Linked DNA regions of Mus musculus: all the other regions are linked to region 1. A link is a contact called in public HiChIP or PLAC-seq data. All regions are on one chromosome and are shown on one strand. The core of a region is the stretch at or near the end of the contact, and the rest is flanking DNA. Distances in the headings are between cores, read along the strand shown. Region 1 holds the start of Hoxd9 (homeobox D9). Region 2 has its middle 61 kb from the start of Gm46748. Region 3 has its middle 36 kb from the start of 2600014E21Rik. Region 4 has its middle 33 kb from the start of Gm46748.

What was found. HiChIP or PLAC-seq counts read pairs in DNA pulled down with a chosen protein or histone mark.
Region 2: a contact with region 1 is called in an H3K4me3 HiChIP or PLAC-seq map of embryonic limb bud, with 5 times the contacts expected there. The contact joins the enhancer-like site here to the promoter of Hoxd9 in region 1. A contact is called at or near these places in 2 of 39 promoter capture datasets (embryonic stem cells and liver), 3 of 484 Hi-C or Micro-C datasets (all in uterus), 7 of 115 datasets of contacts at active chromatin or transcription factors (craniofacial prominence, embryonic limb bud, embryonic stem cells and 3 more) and 2 of 9 other capture datasets (adipose tissue and pancreatic islet).
Region 3: an H3K4me3 HiChIP or PLAC-seq map of craniofacial prominence shows a contact between it and region 1, with 4 times the contacts expected there. The contact joins the enhancer-like site here to the promoter of Hoxd9 in region 1. A contact is called at or near these places in 5 of 39 promoter capture datasets (embryonic stem cells, erythroid cells, frontonasal cranial neural crest and 2 more), 1 of 15 datasets of contacts at CTCF or cohesin (large pre-B cells), 18 of 115 datasets of contacts at active chromatin or transcription factors (craniofacial prominence, embryonic basal ganglia, embryonic forebrain and 10 more) and 4 of 9 other capture datasets (adipose tissue, embryonic stem cells, liver and 1 more).
Region 4: an H3K4me3 HiChIP or PLAC-seq map of craniofacial prominence shows a contact between it and region 1, with 4 times the contacts expected there. The contact joins the enhancer-like site here to the promoter of Hoxd9 in region 1. A contact is called at or near these places in 1 of 39 promoter capture datasets (liver), 6 of 484 Hi-C or Micro-C datasets (adipose-derived mesenchymal stem cells, myocytes and uterus), 14 of 115 datasets of contacts at active chromatin or transcription factors (cardiomyocytes, craniofacial prominence, embryonic basal ganglia and 10 more) and 3 of 9 other capture datasets (embryonic stem cells, liver and pancreatic islet).

The regions. Positions count from the first base shown.
Region 1 is chr2:74,695,921-74,699,599 of GRCm38.p6, reverse strand. It overlaps Hoxd9 (homeobox D9), which reads right to left and starts at 1,837. Exons shown (of 2, transcript NM_013555.4): 1 at 767-1,837; 2 at 1-420. The coding sequence starts at 1,544. The coding sequence ends at 179.
Region 2 is chr2:74,998,380-75,002,162 of GRCm38.p6, reverse strand. No RefSeq gene overlaps it. Among named protein-coding and RNA genes, the nearest start is that of Gm46748, 61 kb to the left of the region's middle. Within about 2 kb of position 1,697, at least 46 of the 459 cell types and tissues checked have an H3K27ac peak or open chromatin away from gene starts, as enhancers often do. A contact at or near this core is called in craniofacial prominence, embryonic limb bud and uterus, where this site is marked.
Region 3 is chr2:75,099,802-75,103,639 of GRCm38.p6, reverse strand. No RefSeq gene overlaps it. Among named protein-coding and RNA genes, the nearest start is that of 2600014E21Rik, 36 kb to the left of the region's middle. Within about 2 kb of position 1,894, at least 16 of the 459 cell types and tissues checked have an H3K27ac peak or open chromatin away from gene starts, as enhancers often do. A contact at or near this core is called in craniofacial prominence and embryonic limb bud, where this site is marked.
Region 4 is chr2:75,027,233-75,030,857 of GRCm38.p6, reverse strand. No RefSeq gene overlaps it. Among named protein-coding and RNA genes, the nearest start is that of Gm46748, 33 kb to the left of the region's middle. Within about 2 kb of position 1,282, at least 18 of the 459 cell types and tissues checked have an H3K27ac peak or open chromatin away from gene starts, as enhancers often do. A contact at or near this core is called in craniofacial prominence and embryonic limb bud, where this site is marked.

The sequences.
Region 1 (3,679 bases), core at 588-3,087:
CCAACCACACAGTCACTTCTACCTAAAAAAAGAAGAAAGTCCGAGTCGCTGCAGAGTTTCTGAATCAAGCACCCACAAAGAAAACAAACAACAACAAAAAACAAAAAACAAAACAAACAAACAAACAAACAAAAAAACCCGCTGCCTTTTGAGTGCTGCAGGCCAGACCCGCACTGGGTCAGTCTCCTTTAGGGCACTTCTCCTTGCTCATCTTTTTCATTTTCATCCTACGGTTCTGGAACCAGATTTTGACTTGTCTCTCTGTAAGGTTCAGAATCCTGGCCACCTCGTAGCGCCGGTCCCGGGTGAGGTACATGTTGAAGAGGAATTCCTTCTCCAGCTCTAGCGTCTGGTATTTGGTGTAGGGACAGCGCTTTTTCCGGGTGGAGCGAGCGTGGATCCAGTTCGCTGCAGGGTTGTCTAGGAAGAGGGGGGTTTGCAGACAAGGGAGCGAGGGGCGGAGGGGAGGCAGGGAGAGACGACAGGGTGGGGAAGAGAGGTCGTTAAATTAATTTCACCAAGGATGGACGCTTTTCACAACTTGGGGGAATTATCATAAAAAGCCTTAATGCCCGCGCTCTGTTTACCGTACAAACCGCGCGCCCAAGGTAGGTGGTTATGGGAAGCTTTTTATGGATACGTGTTGCTCGCCTAGGCTTGGGTAGGCGTCTAGACGTTTTTATAGGTTAGTAAAACTATCAGTTTTGCACATTCGAGCCTTACAGGTTTCAGCAATAAATCAGGGGGCAATTTCTTTTGCACTTACTTGGGTCAAGTTGCTGCTGCGGCGGCTGCGGCGGCTGCTTCTCCTCCTCCTTCAGCGAGCAGCCCGGGCTCGGGTGATCGCTGCAAGCTGAGGGCTCGGACGAGCCTACCGCCCCTGGCCCGGTCCCGATTCCCACCCCGGGCCCGTTCCCTGTCGCCGCCGCTGCCTTGTCCCGCAGGAACGAGTTGCACGGGAATTCTGGGCCGCCGCTCCCCTGGGACTCGCGGGCCGCGGAGCACTCAGTCCTTTTGGAGGAGGAGGACGAGGAGGTGGAGGAGGAGGAGGAGGTGGAGGCTGCAGCGGGGGCCGGGGCCGCTCCGGTTTCAGGCTTAATCCCGTAGTGGCGCCCGTTGGCTGGGCCACCGGGGCTGGGAACGGGACCCGGGCCTCCGCCACCGCCGCCACCACTGCCACCGCCACCGCCTGCGCCGCCGGGGAAGCCGGGCAGCGGCTCCATCCAGGAGCGTACGTAGCGTCCCGGCTCGGCGGCAGCCAGGGGCGGCGGGGACACGTACGGGTGGTACAGGCCGCTCATCGTCGCCGCCGCCGGGGGCTGGGCGGCCACCGCGGACCACGAGGCGGAGAACACGGACGATTTGGGGGCAAAACTACACGAGGCGAACTCGGCGGTGGCGGCGGCTGGGCCATCGGCCACACCTGCGGGCCGGCCCTGTGTCCCCGGCCCCGGTGGCCCAAAGCGCGCGGCGAACACCTCGTCGCCCTCATGGCCTATGAGCGAGTCCACGTAGTAGTTGCTGAGGGTGCCACTGGACGACATGGTGAGGCGCCGCTCGCTCCCACCCAAGGTTCCACTGCCCACCGCCGAGCGGCTCCTCGCCGGCGCCCGAGCCGCCGACTAGTTCGCAGGCTGCAGCCACCACCATTGGTCGCGCGGCCCACGTGATCATATTTACCAATACCCGGAGTAAATCAGTCCGCTAAACTGGGGGCTGCTGTGATTTAAAAAAAAAAAAATCATCATCAACAGGAGCGTTGCAATTAGAGCTGCCGGGCCCAGGTCCACGCACCAGCCCGGCCTGGCCCGGCTCAGCCCGCCCTGGTGGCGGCGGCGGCCACAGGCCTAACTGCGGCCGCAGGAGGCGCTGGGGACTATTTGTTCATCTCTTCTTGCCTCTCTGGGTCCTGCGATCTCCACCCGGACTCTGGCTCTCCGACTCCTGGGCTCTGAGCCCTGGGCCGGGCTTCTAAGTCACACCTAGGCGATTATCCAAAGCCCCGGAGCAGTTGGAGGCTCCTGGGCCCGGGCTGCCCCAGGCAGGCTGGCCTTTAAGGGCGGACCCCTGTCGCCCAAAGGGAGTCGTTCTCCCCTCGCCTCTTTTCTTACCTAAACCCATCCCTACACACACACACACACACACACACACACACACACACACACACACTCACACAGCTTGGCGTGTTGTTTAAAACAGGTGGAAGACCTCTGTAATGATATTATGCCTTTCAATAAAAATTTTATGAGGTGTATTTGATTATAGATTAATGTGTCCCTAATAAAACGGACGGATGGAGCAGCTCGGAGTGCCCCTCCCTCTACCGCGCTCACACTCCCGGGGCAGCCACATGTAAACCCTCGACAAAAAGCTAGGCACACGCCCCGAGGCCCAGGGGGTGAGCTGGGTCAACTGGACTCTCGGGCCTGGTCCAGCTCAGCATGGCTTCCAAGGGGCGGCCTCCAAGGGCTGTCTCTCTGCCCTCGCATGGGTGGTGAGCACTGGAGTCCCAAGGAGCCGACAGTGATGGCCATGGTGCCTCATCTTTCCCCAGCCTTCTGGAATGGCCCTGCAAGAAAACATGCCACAGAGGGGAAAACCTAAAGGCCAGTGAGACCGGTTCTCACTAGCCGGAATTAGCCCAGCCTCAGAGAGGCCTGCAGGAACCGCATCTCCGAGGGTAGGTTCGCTGCGTGCCTTTCACACGTGCCTGCAAACGGATTCTGAAGATGTCTTCAAAATCCAGACGAAAGAACAGGTCCTTGATCCACCCCCTTTCCAGTTTTCCCCTTGAGAGGTAAGGCCGGGCAGCCTTGAATCTGAGAGAAATGCCCATTGTCACTCCCAAATCCATGGTACAAAGCCTGCCTGGGAGCCGAGACAAAAGCCGCACGCCAGCGGCGGCTGAGAGGACATATTCCTCGCTCTACAAGTTGCCCAGAGCACCCTTGGAGGGCTCCCAACCCACCTCTAGCCCCGCCAAGAAAGGGGGTAAATGGCTACTTAGGACCTGATTGATTGCCTTGGCGAATGGCTTTCTGATTTTGTTTCAGGGGGCCTGCCCTTTCCTGTAGCACAGGTTTCCCCCCATCAGCAACTAATGGCGCTCCCCACATCGCTGGGAGAAACGCAGAGGTTAAAATCACTCTACTTCTTTTGCCCATCCAAGGTAAGTCAGGGGCAAATTTATTCCAGTCCTCTCAAGCTAGAATGGAATCAGACACTTCTCTCTCTCTCTCTCTCTCTCTCTCTCTCTCTCTCTCTCTCTCTGCTAGCCTCAGAAAAATACGTCCCTAAAGGGATCTGTCTTGGAATTTGAGAGGATTTGGGGTCTGGGAGAGGAGGTTTAAAAAAATCAGTACCGAGCATCCCAAAGACTGTCTGGATGGGGCGAGGCAGCTCAGAGACGCTGAATGCACCGTTCTTTGGGAGGAAAAGGGCCTGTGTTGGGGGGGGGGGGATCCTGTTTTGTGAAATTCTTTGAAGATGGGTTAAAAACCACAGGCCAGACTTGGGGCAACGAGTTCAGTCACCTCTTCCCTTTTTCCTGGTAGCACAAGATGAATGTGGGCTCAATGACAGGGATTCTACAGACGTTGGTTTGAATTTTCCAACCCATGTATGTAAAAGGCCCATTGGACAGACTTGTTGAGCAGTCATGGTCACTTGCAACTGCTTT
Region 2 (3,783 bases), core at 448-2,947, 300 kb before region 1:
CTTCACCGGGGGGAGACCTAAGAGCAGCAGTTAGAAACCCCGAGTCCCCTCTGTCTCCATGTCGATGTCTGCTTTATTACGGAGCCCTTTCTCCTTTTGTTAATCGTCCACAGCCACTATGCATAGCATAAGATTAGGACAGGGCACAAAGGTTCCGAGCTAAGGGAGGAGAGGAAGACAATTCAGTGCATGGTCTTGGTAAACATGTCTGTCATTAGAAAGTGACAAGTTCCCTCTACTTGGTTACCTGGAGGGTTTGCATTACCAGGGATGTGAGCAACTGGTCCTTGTCCTTGAGTTTTCTTCTCCTCTCCCCTGCTTCTGCTTCTTCATTCTGAGCTGAACTCTTCTCCAGCTGCTTCTATATATCATATATCAAAAACGTCTGAACAGAAGAGGGACCTTCATTTATCCTATGGAGTGTTTCATCTATATGACACCAGGTCTCTACACGGGAAGAAGGAAACCTTAATATCTGCCTCTTAACGCTCAGCATTGTGTAGACAAAACATCTGCTCAAACAACTTAGTTCATGTTTCCGTCCGATTCATATCACAGAGACCCTCACACCCGTGTGCAGGCTGGCTTCTCCTCTACCGAGATCAAGCATGTAGCTGTCCTAGATTGCGTGTACGACTCAATGCATTAGACACAGAGAGAAAACAAAAAGACCATGGGGTCGTTTCCCTGTTTGCACTAAAAATCAGTCGGCTATTAGCTAACTTCCGTAGTTTCATCTAGTAACGCTGATGCTTGATTTAACAATATACTTGTGTGTGTGTGTGTGTGTGTGTGTGTGTGTGTGTGATATAGTGTCTGTATGTATACACATGTAGACCAGAGGTCAACACTGAATATCGTCCTCAGGTACTCTCTATATTATTCTTTGAAACAGCATCTCTCTTTGAACCTAGAGGTCACTGGTTCAGCTAAGATGGCTGGCCGGCAAGCCTCAGGGATCCTCCCGTCTCTGACGCCAGCATTGAGATTATAGGTATGTACCCCCACTCTCAGCTCTTTCCCTGGGTGCTGGGGATTGGAACACGGGTCTCACGATAGTTCAGCTTGTAGCTCTTGAGTTCTCTTCCCAGCCCTCCAAACAATATACTTTCATCGTCTCTTGTCAGTGTTTCAGCTAGAGTAGAAAACTTTAATATCTGCCTCAGAATTTCAATTTTATAGATTATTGGGGGCACATCATTTTCTTTTTAAGTGTGCTCTCTTAAAAGCAGAAATCTAGTTTAACAAGCTTCTAAAATTTAATTAAAAGGCAAAATCTTGCTCCAAAGCTTTGAGACGAGGGAGACCGTGTATCTCAGGCATGAGGTCCAGGTCCAGCTCCCGTGAACACATGCAACATCCCCATAAGAGCTACGTTAAATGCTGCTCCCTCACTGCCCAGAAAGAGCAGCTGTAGTCAGTCAAGTTCAATGTCAGCTCCACCACCAGTGGAGTCCACAACAGAGCAGAGAACTTTCCAGATCTTCCTCCCAAACTGGCCCCGAGACAAACCCGGCTGGCGCAGAGTGCGCACGAGGTGAAAAATAAAACTCTTTTTGTGTTCCCCGAGGCAGACCGTGAAACTGTAAAGATGAGCTGGCATTTTGTTTTATTTTGTGTAATAAAACTGCTCTTTTCACAGCAGTTGGCCCTGGGGGAGTTTCAAATTGCACTGCTCGGCTGCAGCTGTGGGTGTGGCCGGACTCCATCCCAAAACAGTTTGGAGGCCACAGCTGTGTTGGGCCCAGAGGATCTTAAAATTAACATCTGGGCTGCATCCTTTCAAGTTTGCCCCCCCCCCCCCCCACCAAGTCGAGTCGTTTTCACAGGGCAGGAGCACTGATTTGAAGAGTCTGTTCTTGCCTTAACCAGAGTTACTTGAGGAGTATCAAATTTTACCAAAGACTGACACTCGCATTTGGCCTGGGTCACTTTCTGAATCGTCCCCGGGTGATGCTGCGGTTAGGCATGGGAAACCCCGGAGCAGCATTTCTCTGATCTACAAGCAGTCAGTTTCCCGGGAGTAACAGGCTGGTAGATTTTATTTGTGGTAGTTGTTCATATTTACGAGTTCTCGGATCCTTCTTATGTGTTGCCGTTCCTGTCTGCTCTCACATCTGGGGAGTGTGTGTGACCTCTGAACACATTCACCCTCTGAGTTGAGGGTGGAATCACTGTTCTTTCCTGGGGTCTTCTTTCCCGACCTTGGACCAGAACAGCAACGTGGGCATCATTTGGGGAGACAGGAAAAGCCCCTACCAGACCACCTTGGTCTTGAGTGGAGACCAAGACAGCTTTGGGAGGGAGCCGCACTGCCTGGTGAGCCAAAGCACCCGGAGCCACCAGAGTCAGTGCTAGCCATCAGCTTTTGGGTAGGGTGAGCCTGGGGGAGAGGAACTGTTGAGTAGAGAAAGCCTCAGCTTTCAGGTGTCCTTTCCCCTCATGCAGTCTGAGGGAGTTTAGTTCTTGCACCTGGCATTCCTATTGCCTGGTCTGTGTGCTTCCTGTCAGGCCCACATCCCAGCCCCAGCTGAAAGACAGATGCAGAGGCCCTGACAACATGGTCCAGCACCTGAGGCCACTTCACCTTTCATGTTGTTGGGGACAGAAACAGGATAAAGGGTATAAAATCCCAAAGCTAGCCTCAAGGGAATATGTGGGTAGTAGTCAACTGGGCAGAGAAGCCCTTATTCAAACAGAAGACAGAAACACCTACAGTGATGACAATACAAAATGTCTGCTCTAGACTGCCAGGGTGCCTTCTGCCTTAAGGAAGGGGCAATTCTTTCTCCTCTCCTCTCCTCTCCTCTCCTCTCCTCTCCTCTCCTCTCCTCTCCTCTCCTCTCCTCTCCTCTCCTCTCCTCTCCTCTCCTCTCCTCTCCTCTCCCTCCCCCCCCCCTCTCATCTGTGGAGAGCTAAGCTCTCTGGAAGATACCCTGATCACAGGCTCAGGTAAGGAACACAGAACACAGGGAAATCTTTCCTGTTAAAACTCAGAACAAGCTCCAGGTCATGGCCATACTCCTGTCTTATCACTCCTGTCCCACCCCAGTCAGTCCTGTAAAGCCTACATCTGTCTGCTGCTGGCCTGAATCTGCAAATAGGGGCATCCAGCTGACTGATAGTGTTCATATCACTCACAAAGGAAGTCTGGGTGCGATCCTGAGATGAGGGCCTCTGGCAAGTTGTCACTTCTGCTCCTCTCAGTCTGGAAATGGGGAGAACAGCCTGGGGTTTGAGCTTTAAGGTGGCAAAGTGTTTTCTTTAGGTTAGTCACCATTTCCAGATGTCATTGGTGATTTGCTAGTAAATGAAATTCCATTGGAAAGACTCAACCCTAGGGTAAGGGTTAGAGGGTTAGGGTTAGAGAGAAATGGTTAGGGTTAGAGTGTAGTTAGGGTTAAAGGGTTAGAGTGTTAGCGTTAGAGGGTTAGGGTTAGTTAGGGTTAGGGTAGGATATCCTCTCTAAGACTAACACATCAACAAAGCAGGGCTCCTGTGGAAAACATGACCTACTGAAACGAAAGCTTTGTCCTCCTCAGAAAAGTCTTTGTCACTGCCTTCTCTGTACCCAGTCCCGTCAAGGTGGGGGCAGTTTTCCAGAGACTCACTCTGTGTCGCAGACTTTGCCCTCTTGCTCTTGTGTAAGTTTAGGTGAAGACAACCAAGAGACAGAGCTCTATCCACGTCTGAAGCGTGAGTGCTTCCCAGCATGCCCGTCACATTTTAACAGTTGTGAGAAAGTTGACTGTGAACGCTGTTTTACCTAACTTGTTCTTTTCT
Region 3 (3,838 bases), core at 645-3,144, 400 kb before region 1:
TATAAACTCTTTCTCTCTGCTTTGAGCTTCTTTGAGAGTGATGGTCTCTATTTTTTTTTAAATGAGAAATGGGACAAAAAAAAATGGGACAAACACAAGAGATCTGGCCTCAGTGCCCCGAGCACGCAGATTGCTGAAGTGTGTCTGCTTCCTTCTAACCGATCTTTTGCAATCTCTTTTTAATCTAAGTCTGTGTTGGTGGGGAAGGTTGGAAGAGAATGAAACAGGCATGTTACTGCATTAAGAGAGGTGGTGGGCGTATCAAAGGTGAAGAAATGGGCCAAGTTTTCGAGCGCAAGGAAAGACCACACATGGTTTTTAACATGAATGGTTTTGTTGGATCCAAAAATGAAAATAGTCTTTTCAAAGCACCCCCCAACCAACCTACCAACCTATTCCTGCCCAAGTATCTCCAGGATCCCTTGACTATGCCTCCTGACTATTCAACTCATCCAAAAATCCAAGCCATTTGTCTGAATTTGAAATTATTCCTCTATAGATATTTACAGGAGACCCATGGGTGTGTTAAACCATTAAAAAAGAAAACAAACCCAAAAAACAAAAAAACAAAACCGTCCATAGCTTAGCCACTGTAAGTCTTCACATGGAAGGAGAGAGAAAGTTGAATTTGTTTGGTCAACTTGGGGGGACAGGAATTAGATTAATCAATACATATTAACAAACAGTAACAACAGCAGATTGCTATATTTGTGGACCATTGCACAGTGAGGTGCTTTCCCACTCCTGACAAGGATGTCTATGGACTGGCCGGTTAAGTGAATTGTCACAAGGACAAGCTTCCATTACAGAAAGTCAGGACAACAAAAAAGCAGGAGTCTGCTGAAGACACAAAAGAAAAAAAAATTAGATAGATAGATAGATAGATAGATAGATAGATAGATAGATAGGCTGTAGCAGCCTTAACGCTTTCCTTTGAATAAATTAAGATTCTGTGATTATTTGGCAACAATGTACAACTTGATTTTTAAAAAATTCAAGTACAAATTTGCTCTACAGCTTGAGCCACCTAAATAAAAGGCCCCAGTTGGCCCCTTGGCTGTGTTATAATGTCTGGAGAAGAGGGAATAAACTGAGCAGCTAGGTTGGAACAGTGGACCTAGGGAGGAGATGGGAGGCTCCAGAGAGCAGACACCATGAGATCAAGATGGGAGAGGAGGGAGAGAGACAGAGGAGGGGGGAAAGGCAGGGGAGGGGGTGGGCAGGGGAGGGAGAGAGAAGAGAGACAAAGGATACTGGGACTGGCATCTTGCAGCATCCTCCACCCCTAAGACTTCGCCTCTTCTCAATTCCAGTCCACATGTGACTTTGCAATAAATTCCTTTCTGCTAAAGGGTCAATATGAATCTTTCTTACACTTGTCGTCTAATGGCCTCTACTAATTTTTATGAAAGCTGCTTAGTGGGGAGGTTGGAATGGAGGCTCCTGTACTTCCCCCAAGATTTCCCTCTGTCATGAAACCTGAGCAGCAATCGCGAAAGTCTTCTTCTGATGGCTCCTGCACCTCAAGCCTCCTCCACTCACAGGGACGCTGCGGTCGTCTCTGCAGGCCCTTGGGAAGGAAGGGATTCTACAAAGGTGTCCTGTCAAAGTCATCTAATCTCTCCCTTCAGAAAATCCCACCGAGGATCTACACACCTAAATGTGTCACCTCGTGAAAAAGTAGACTAGCCGTAAAATCATGCAACTATACATTAGCTTAAATAGTGTTCATAAATTATTAGGCTTAGCAGAAGAGATTATGGCTAATGGGATAATGAAGAGTTTTACATTCCCAGTACCCCATCAAAGGCAGGAGCTACCAGGATTGCTCTGGGCGAGAGAAGCACTGCTGGGAGACTACTCCACTTCAAAGGAAACGGTTCTGGTAAGGTGAACCAGCTAGCAATAAGGCGGGATCTGATCGTGCTTGGGGGCGTGGTGTTGGGTCTGAACCAATCGGTGCAGTTTTAGAGCAGAAACAGGCATTTGACTCAGAGGAAATCTGTCCACAGACAGCAATAGGCCCACTGTGTGTGCAGCCTTGAAACAGTGTCCGTTTTGGGTTTTTTTTGTTCGTCACGTTGTTTTGTTTTGCGTCCAGACAGTCTGACTATATAGGCCAAGCTGACCCGCAACACAAGATCTTCTTGCCTAGACATTCTTGGTGCCAGTTTTCTCCTTTATAAAATGGGAAAATAAGGACACCTAACTCGCAGGGCTGTTCCAAGTATTGAATGACCTGAGGAAATGAAGTGCCAAGTTCGGGGCTTCAGACCCAGAACACAGGAAACGACTGTTAGTTAAAGCAGTGTGCAAATGTCATGGAGGGTCCACGTCTTTCAGGGCAAATGGCCACAGTAAACTTCTGTTTGCAACCCAGTGTAGGGAAGACTATGCAGATGGGGAGATCCCTGTGCCAGCTGCCCGCCCTCCCTCCCTCCCTCTCCCCCTTCTTCTCTCCCTAATTCAGAAATCAAGATTTGTTCCTATATTACTATAGAGAAAAACATTAATTGCTGTCAAAATTATCAAAACCTGATTTGTAGAGTGGCATTTCGCTTTGTAATAAAAAAATTGGGAAATTAATTTTTCTGTTTTACTATGAAAAGAATCACAATTAAGTGTTGATGATGATGTAAGACAAGATAATATGTGCCAGTGATCTTGCATTGGCATATAAATCGATACAAATCAATTCTGGAACTGCTGCCAATGTTATTAAAGAGATCTGTGGTAGACAGCGTCCAGTGCCTTCACAAATGACACCCTTGTTCTTCCCTGCCCCCCCCATCCTCCCTCCAAGAAAGTGACACAAAGGGAGAGAGAAAGAGAGAAAGAGAGAGAGAGAGAGAGAGAGAGAGAGAGAGAGAGAGAGAGAGAGAGATAGAGATATTAAAGGCTGAGAGGTTAGTTATAGGGCTATATATTTTTGTCATCATTTTCAATTTTAATATTCTTAGAGACAGAATTATATTCATTTACATTCTCTCAGGGATGTTCATGAACATTAATTACCAAATTAAGGAAATCTTGGAAATAAAAATGGGCATATATTAATCACAATAACCTGAGTATCTAATAGTCATTTTCTTTCTTTCTGAAGTGTTAATGTGAACTTGAACCATGGTCAGTCTGAGCAATGGTGGTGAGTGATCACAGATGGGCCTGACTAACAGATGGGTCCATGGTCACCTTGGACAACACATCTCTCCTGACTCAGAGCCCAGTTCAGCACTCACCGTGCAGTAACAGAGGCAGTCAGACCCGAGGGATTCCAGTCAAGGACACACAACTAAGTCCTGTCTCTCAGCCTGGCTGTGACCAGATCCCTCAGAGCAGCTCAGGCAAGGCTCTACGGTAGCTTGCAGTCCCTAGGGGTTTTGTCCCCTTTCAGGGACATGAGAGGTACCAAGCCTGCTATGAAGCAATGCCTAACTCCAGGTTACACCATCACATGATATAGTGGAGGCTTAGATAGCACAGTCTCTCCTCCATAGGACAGACCCAGCGAGAACACGTGGAAACTACAACGAATGCTTCTAAGTACTAAATAGGAGTACATCTGAGCCTGCTGAGAGATGCTGCTGCTGAACAACCCACCCTGGCCTCTTAGGAATACCCAGAGCCTATCAGACCACCTAAGGACAAAGGGATGCAGGCATTAGACCCCCATCTTTATCCACAGAACACTTTGGGGTCTTTTGTGAAGGATCTCTCCCCTATACTTGTAATAAATGACTTTACAACAGAATCAAATTTTGTTACTTAAAAAAAAAAAAATCCAGCTGCTACAATTGATAGCCCCAGTTAAAGGAAGGAAACACTTTGCATGGAAACA
Region 4 (3,625 bases), core at 33-2,532, 330 kb before region 1:
AAGCTCTGGGTGGAACCAGTTCCATGTTTCAGCAAACTTTCCTGATGAGAATTAGCAAGTGAGGGGGGGGGTTTCTATTTTATTGATATGAATTCTGGAACACAAGACATTTAAGCCATATTCTCAGCACTACGCAATTGGATGTGGGTCAGGGCTTCATGTGTCCTAAGTCTTTTCTCATCATACCTTGGGTATGCTGTGTGATAGGCAGCGGTTCCCTTGGTGACCTGGGTCAAGAATCTAGGTAAGTGGGAAATACTCTATTGTGAAAGAATTCAGATTTCAAGATGAATAAGAACATATGGCTTAACACAATTGTGTGGCCAAGTTTCTGTCTGTAAAATACTTGAACCAATGACGTTATAACCCAAAATGTTAAATTAAAATGCCAAGTGAGTGGTGGAAAAGAGGGGATGGAGCCGGGAGCTCTAGGGAGAGTCTTGCTTCTGTCATGTGATCCACTGAGCTGTGGGCCATGACAGGTCCACACTAAATGATCTCTCAGAATAAGCAGAGAATCTCAATTTGTGAATGGGCTATTACAACTTTAAAATATTAGCTCTTGAACCATAACTTATTATTGAATGATAACTTAGTTAAAAAAAAAACCCAAGCTGATCAAAACCAAAGTGGGTCAAGACTTATGGATTTCACTTGTAGAATGCCATTTTGTAAGCGCTGGTTGAGAAATCCTCATAACATCTGATGAAGCTGGATGAAAAGGCTAAAGGGATGTAAGGTTTACAGAAAGATGTGTGTGAGGACAGACGTGGGAAATTGAATTCACAGAGCTGTGCTAAGCGATTCCTTTATCAGACGTACGCCCCAGCATCTGCTTTTATTAATCCTGTGTTTGAAGCAGTGTTTCATAATATCTCCGTGCTTATATAATCATCATTGAGATGCGACATCAGACCCTGGTTTCATGAGTGACTGTCAGCATGTTGGGAAATTGCCTTTTGTGGTGTATGTCATGTTCAAATGGGCACCATTTTAAATTTTCATTGAGAAAGCCACTCTGTAGACTAAAAACCATTCAGAGGAAGCAGGTTTGGAAAGGTTACTGCAAAATCCATCTCAACGGCAAACAGAAGTGATTTTAAATGCCTGTTATTTTGGAAGCAGTTCAAAGTTGTTCTTTCCATTGTAAATGGCGTTAAAGTGCTCTGCAGGGGCAGTATTACTTTTTTCTTGGCCCTCTGCGCTCCAGTAATGGCTCTTCTACGCTGAAGGCACAACAGTATGAGTCAGGAAGTTATGTACAGTATATGGGAGACAGCAGGGGAGACGTGGGAGGGGAGGGAGGTCATATGGTAAGTATATAGACGAGGAGCTGGGGTGTGGGCTGTGTGCATGAGAATGCCAGCCAAGCCAGGGAACAGCTGGGAAACCTGGTCTGGATTAGGTGGTCATTCCACAAACTTTTCCAAGGAATCACATAAGGAGAATATTACATTTTAATTAGAGCTGGGATTGCTCCAGAGAAAATAGTGGGGAAAGAGGGCGGTTTGGTGAACACGCTGCTTTTGAGTTTGGCTGGGTCCCTGAATCACAGTTAACCACTTAGTTGCCTCTAGCAGCACACTGCATATCACAGTGGGGCTTGTGACTGAACAGATGAGCACCTGGGGCTCCTGCCCAGCACGAGCACGGGACTGTCACTGGAAAAAGTCAGACATGGAATACTTCTATGTGGGAGGGACCAGAAAGGCCATATGACCCCTCTTTGCTTTTAATGTATATTTCAATTGGGAATGTTTGACTCACTTTTATGACTTTTGGCATATATTTAGTGTGTTTCTGAAATATCTGGTTAATAAATAAGCAAAGGAAGCAGATCACTGCAAAACAATGTGATGAAAATTAGTAATTTCTTCAAACTAATATTGTTCCATTTCATTTTAGGAGAAATATGTGCCAAGAAATAAAATGGTTCATATGTTTAATCCCCTCTTAATACAAATCAAATGCTTTTTTAAAAAAAAGCTGGTGATTTGTTTATATTTTAGGTTAGCATCTATCAAATTAAATAATTAAATTTAATAAGTATAATATTAATAAAAAAGCAGTAAAAACTATGAAAGAAATGTTTCTTAAAACTTTGTGATAGTTTTTCCCTTTTGTTTTTTTTGCTATTGTTTAGCAATTAGTTATTGTACATTTATTGAGCTCTAACTGTATACTATACACTCTTGGAGGGTCTATGGGAGTATTAGAAACCACTCTTCTTAAAGAACTGACTTCCAAGAGACAAGGCATGGATAGAGCCTTAATATGTTAACAGCATTATCAACAATGATTTATACCATCACAAACAGCTGATAAACTGGTTCAGAAGGAAGCACTGTGGTCTCTGAAGGTAGAGGAAGCATGATGGCTTCCTGAGGGGGAGGCAGAGCTGTGTTAGACAATGAAGGCCGGGGAGAGCAAGAGAAAGTGCAGAGAGTGGGTGGGGGAGCCAGCAGAGTGGGCTGTGCTGGGTAAGATCCCAGGAAGGCATTTTGAGTATTCAAAAACCATCATGGCTTGGCAAAGGCTCCTGGAGTGAGGTGAAGTCACTTCCGGGAAGGTGACGTTCGACAGGAACTAGTGGCCCGAGTGCCTGGGATATTGGTAAGTACGGGTGGCCCGGCTTTCTCTATGGAACAATACACAAGTGAACAGAGTCCGAAGCTAGAAACGAAACATCGCAGCAGCATGCACTCTAAAGCCACTCCTGGAATCATGAAGATAAGAGAGTCACCACTTGCAAGGAATTCTTGGCTGATTTTTGTTTTTCAAATAGGGTCTTAATGGATATATGTATCCATTTGGATATAGTGTTCATTGTGATGTCTAGATTCCTTCCCTTATAGCCTGAGCCCCAAATTGTTCTAGCATCTGAGGCAGTTTAAATTCCTGACACTTGTGTTATTGACACTCTGCTAATAACACATCAGCCCCTCTCCTCGTCTCCCACCTTGTGCCTTCCCCTCCAGGCCATTGCTTGCTCTTGCATTTAATCTGTCGTCTTTCCAAAATGTGGGAGAAGACTTGCAGAGAAGGTGCGGGCCATCTGATTTTGGGGGTCTGCTCCCTCCACACTCTTCCAGCTGCTGCGCGTACATGCGCTGCTTGCATTTATTAAGTAGGAAAGCTCACAACGGTTTCCAGTTCAGAACATAGCCCTGCCTGCTGTTCTCTCTAGCCTAACCAGAAATCCCATTCTCCTCTAACTCGATAAACCAAATCTAATTGGAGAATAATTATAAAATACACTGATGTGCAATTTGTTTCACTAACTCAATAATTAATTAATATGCTACTCATGGTTCAGAAGATCTCTTAAGACACAGCACAAATTCCACTGGATGAAAGAGAGTGCCAAAGACATAAACCAGGGCAGCGCCTTCACATAAGACAGGCCGAGAGAAAAAGATAAGGGAGGGGGAAAGATGAGCTCTCTGAGGCCTTTGGAATCCGAGGGGAGATGTGTTTTGCCTCATTGAGGGAGTCTCCTCTTGCCCTTTTCCACACGTGAAATAGACGGTCTGTTCTGCAGATGCGTCTGCAGTATTCATGCAGCTGCAGCTGGCAGACGGACTTTTCATGTTTAAACCTCCCCACCACCAGATGCTCTCGGGTG